2 separate regions of the Gossypium raimondii genome follow, and region 2 is linked to region 1. A link is a contact called in public Hi-C data. All regions are on one chromosome and are shown on one strand. Each heading gives the region's core, a stretch centred on a gene start, on an enhancer-like site or on the middle of the called end of the contact. The rest is flanking DNA. Distances are from core to core; before and after follow the strand shown.

What was found. A called contact is a pair of places that touch in the nucleus more often than the background predicts.
Region 2: a contact with region 1 is called in a Hi-C map of leaf, with 2.6 times the contacts expected there. The contact joins the promoter of LOC105763985 here to the promoter of LOC105763979 in region 1. A contact is called at or near these places in 2 of 2 Hi-C or Micro-C datasets (both in leaf).

The regions. Positions count from the first base shown.
Region 1 is chr12:38,206,946-38,209,558 of ASM2569854v1, forward strand. It overlaps LOC105763979 (protein LATE ELONGATED HYPOCOTYL), which reads right to left and starts at 1,304. Exons shown (of 8, transcript XM_052625776.1): 1 at 1,019-1,304; 2 at 868-940; 3 at 299-753; 4 at 95-206. The coding sequence starts at 337.
Region 2 is chr12:38,347,921-38,350,533 of ASM2569854v1, forward strand. LOC105763985 (B3 domain-containing transcription factor NGA1) reads left to right here and starts at 1,291. Exons shown (of 1, transcript XM_012582405.2): 1 at 1,291-2,613. The coding sequence starts at 1,806.

The DNA.
Region 1 (2,613 bases), core at 54-2,553:
ATCCTACGTATCTTAGCCTCAATCCACAAAAACACTAGCTCTAAAATGATAGCAGCAAAATCTAAACTAAGAGGGAAAAAGCAAGTGAAAAAACCTTCAATGCGTTGCCAAGCTCGTCCATAGAGCTTCAAGGCCTCTAGGAACCTATTATGCTCTTCCTCGGTCCATCTTTCACGTTGTTTCGTAATAGTATAAGGCTTCCTAGTCTATCATTTAACATACAAAATTCAATGGTCCAAATTATAACAAACAGAAACCCCCATTTTTTTACAAAGCTTCATTTAAGAGAAGAGTTTACCTTAATTACAAGTTCTTCACCAGAGGAGTATGTGTCCATTGAAACAGCGTCACCGCTGCTTCAAATCCTCTCTAGCAAGCAAAGAGTATATCACAAACCTCCTTTCATTTCTTCCAACATCCAGTACGACAAATAGTAATGCCGTTTTTGAGCTCCACAAAACCTGATGAATGCTATTTAATACTGCAAAAAGAAAAAACACAAAAGAACAACAACAACAAATCGATGGAGATCCGTCTCTGTTTCTATTTTTATTCCAATTAAATTAATATTAATTTCTCATCATTTAATAAAAATATTTACTTGATAAAAATTTGGGGTGAATGCTAAATCTCTGGAAAAATTAAAATAAAATAAATAAAAATTAAGTATCCACAGTAACAAAGAGAAGAGACGGCTTCTTCCAAAGAACTTAAAAGAAAATTCTTACCAAAACGAACCGTAGACGCCAAAACCTTTAATAGAAAATGATACGAAAAAAAAAAAAGAAACTTTAATTAGTTATCAACAACACACTTCCACTGTTCCACATCCAATCTATCTATTAACAGCCAATAATAGTTCTTTACCTTCTTTTTGGTTGCCGAGAGAAAAAACAAAAGGATTCAAATTCAATCACTTTTCTTTCGTTTCTCTACTCAGCTGCATATAAAGAACACAACTTCCAAACTCAGCTTAGCAAAGCCTATAAGGAAAGCCCTAGAAATGAAGTGTAAATACCTTAAAGAGATAACCATGGAAGATGGCAACAATGGAAGCAACGATCACGTATCAAAAATAGGTTCACCGGAAACCAGCCGGAGAGCTCATAGTTTCCGGCAATGACAAGATCGGAATCAACAGAATTGGAAAAAGAAAAGTTGTCTTTTTTGGGAGAAAAGCACTTGAATAAACCCAAAAAAAAAAGTGAAAGCAAGCTTATTTTCTGGTGATAAACTGAAAAAACACCAGAAACTACAGTATGGGGAAGAAACAAAAGGAGAAATCTCAGCCACTACAATTTCATGAGGATTTATTTTTTGGAAAATTACAAAAATTGGGCAGAAATTTATTTGAGGCTATAAAAGAATGAACGGTAAGATACATTAGATGTTGCCAAGTGGCAATAAGTTAGTGGCTGATTCAACTAAAAGCCCACCCTTGCACTTTTTCCCTTATTTTTTTATCTTTTTTTCTTTTTGCCCTTCTTGTTTCCTACCTCCATCTTCAAATATCAGCCACAAGCTCCCAATGGTCTTGGTGTTAAATTAGTAAAAGCGCCTTTTGGTATGCCACGTGGTTCCTGCCGTCAACGTTTACGCGATTCGTTGGCGTGGGTAACCGGTACGTGTCGGTTACAGGGGTAGCTTTGGTGTCAAAAGCCACCGGATTTGTGACCATTAGCCACCGTATGCGGTGATGAGATTTTAGGGTTGCAACAAATCTAGGGATATGCTATGCTCCCCGTTTTCTTCTTTCGATTTAGTTGCTAATTTTTTTAGGTTAAAATTCTCCATAAATCCTTGTATTTTTTTATAGATTTGAAATTTAATTCCTGTACTTTTATTTTTAGGCATTTAGTCATTTTACTTTTCATATTTTTAAATTCGTGTTTTACGGTAAATATTGTTAAAATTATTTGTTAAATTCGGGTTCATTATAATATCGTTTTTTAGTTAAGTTGCTACCAAGTGAATTTTTTTATTTCAATATGTATTATAAACCAATTTAACAAAAAAATTGTAACAATGTTAACAATTGAACTTAAATAAATTTCAAATTTCTGAAGAGTACGAAATATGACCTATTTTAACCTTTTTTATTAAACTTGTGAGTTACAATTTAATTCCTAAATTTGAATTTTTTAAAGTGTATTGGCATGTCACTCTAATATTAGGTCATATTGTCATTTAAAATTTGAAAAACTTTATATGATATCTAAAGAATGCAAAAGGTAAAAATTAAAGAAATTCATGTGACGATGTGAAATAATCTCATAACGTCACATCATTATATTTTAACAAGATCTAAGTTAAGAAACTAAATTGAGAAAAGCTATCAAGTTTAAAGACTAAAGTGGATTTAAGGACTAAATGTTACTTTATGATTTTTTTTTCATTTTAAGATAAGAGTAAACTAGTTTCTGAACTTCATTTAAAAAGATGTATCATGTTTTGTAATTAATGACACATTCTAAAACAGCGCCCCTATTTATTGTAATGATATAGCATTATTCAGTGCCTTGATGTCCTCCGCTAATGGTTGGAGCCTCCAATCGATGGAACTTACATCCTGCTCAAAACTCTTGCATAAAGCTTTCATGTTAGGTGCAGAGA
Region 2 (2,613 bases), core at 41-2,540, 140 kb after region 1:
TTCTCTCGGGGATGTTTATTATTTTTAATAATTACTCAACTGAGTTGAAACTTGACTGGAGGGTGATATTAACTCAATAAGCATAAATAATAGTAGTAATATAGGATGAGCAAGAAAAGGTTAAAATTGGACATTTCAATTTTGATCCAAACTTGAAAATTGTATTTGATTATCTTGAATACCAGTTAAACCTAATATAAAAAGTCGAACAATTTTAGTCCACCAAACCCAAATACGAAAATGACTTAAATTAGAAATAACTTGAGCTCTAAATGATTGAAATTCAAAATGATTTAAACAAGTAACTTGAAATGGCCTAAAATCAAAATAACCAAACTCCGAATTACACAAATCTATTAGTTTCGGCTACATGAGGTAGATGCAACTCCAATTGCAACTTAGATTACATTTGGTAGACCAATGTAACTTGTCATATTTGGTTTGCATCTTTTGACCAAAATTATTGGACATTTTAAAAGCACAATTTTGAGAATTTTTAGCAATACTTTATTAACATGAATTAACTTTAAATTGACATTATCCAAATTCAATCCAATCCAATTCGAGTTGAAAAGTTAAAAGCTTGAGATCTTTAATCTTTAAGGAAAAGGATTATATAAAATAGAGATATCATCATTTTCAATAGTTTTATGTCACGTTAATAATTTCATCCTGAATTTCAGGATTTTAAATTAGATTTGATTTTTTAAGGATGAAAATACTGATATAACATAAAACTATTGAAAAATGAATATGTGGCATAGTGTTTCATACAATCCTTTCCCAATCTTTAAGATTTAGGTTCAAATTTCACCATACATAATTATGATATATAAATTTTTGTCTCCTTATGTGCATATATCATATGTGAATTTTGTCTAATTTTTATTCGTTGTAGTTTATATTAATTTAATTTTGCATTGTAATTAAAGTTGAGGGGATTGAAAAAGAGAAGATGAACTTCAGCTACACTAACTTGGGGTTAGCTTTGCATGATAGAGGAATCTTTTCTTTTTGTTTTAGTTTGACAATGTCCACTAGTTAGAGTAAGAAACTGCAGGAAGGTCGGTTTGGTTTCAATCTCTCTATCACTTTATTTATCCTCCATTGACAGGACCAACAGCAATAGCCAACAACAACACACAATCAATGCCACCCAAAGTCAAAACTTGGAACCTAACTCAGTCTCTCCTTTTCTTCCTCCACTAGCTTCTTCCCCTATAACCAATAAAATCAAAGTAACCAAACAACAACAGCAGCTGCAGTAATATATAGGAATGGGGGAAAATCAGCAATGACTTTTGTGGTACAAAAGACTGATTCTGAGAGGTCTTAGAGGAGATGATTATAGAGTGATTTAAAAAAAAAAACCAAAAAAAATTATGAAAAAAGGACAAGCTCTCACATGAGTAAAAAAAAAAAAAAACCAGATCATTCATGGGTCCCCTACGTTGAAGCATTTACCTTATCTCTCTCTCTTTCTCTTTAGAACCTAAAAAAAAGTAAAGAATTATAGGCTTCAACCTAATGCAAATTGGCACACACACAAAAGAAAAAAAAATGGGGGTTCTTTTGCTTGGTTTGTAAGCCAAATGCTATATCAAAAACCAAAAAAAAAAAGAAGCTAGAAACAACCTGTTCTTGTTGATTCTTCCATGCCCTTAATTTGTCTTGCTTAGGGTTTTCAGTGAAGAAACCAGTTTTTTTTTTTTTTTGCAGGTCAGTTTCTTGTTTTGTAGTTTTAAATTATATATTTCCTTTAGGAACCAACTTTATTTTGTGGGTTTCTTTTTTTCATTTAAATTATGATGAACTTTGTGGAAGAAGAAGAAGAAAAAGGGTATTATTGTAACAATGAAGATCAAGAGGAAGATGATGAAGAAGTGGTGATGATAAGAGAAATTTCAAGCAATAACTTCCCATTTTCATCCTCTTCTTCATCTTCTGTTTCTTCAAAGTACAAAGATGCTGCTGCTGCTGCTGTTCATTTGTCGCTTGGAACCTTTGATTCTAAACAAGATCATAACAAAACCCAACAGCAGTCTGGTTTTGATTTCGACAAGAAACAAGACTTGGTGATGGATTTGTCCCTTGGAAACCACAAGAACAATGATCATGAAGAAAGCTGTTATGAGTCTGTTGAAAAAGAACACATGTTCGACAAAGTCGTAACACCGAGCGATGTTGGCAAGCTCAACCGTCTTGTTATACCAAAACAACATGCCGAGAAGTACTTCCCACTCGACTCTTCCTCGATCGAAAAAGGGTTGCTATTGAATTTCGAAGATCGGAACGGCAAGACATGGCGGTTCCGGTACTCGTATTGGAATAGTAGCCAGAGTTATGTGATGACTAAAGGTTGGAGCCGTTTCGTAAAGGAAAAAAAGCTCGTCGCCGGCGATACGGTATCGTTTCAACGCGGAGTCGGGGAGTTGGTTAAAGCCCGGTTGTACATCGATTGGAAACTCCGGCCTAATGCGCTCGATCCGTCACCGTTCGCACATATTCAGCTCCGAAATCAGTTCAACTTCCTTCAACCGGTCCGGTGGGAACCCATATGTATGTCACGAAATTATCAACCTTTACATCGGTTGAATTACAGCATTGACCCTT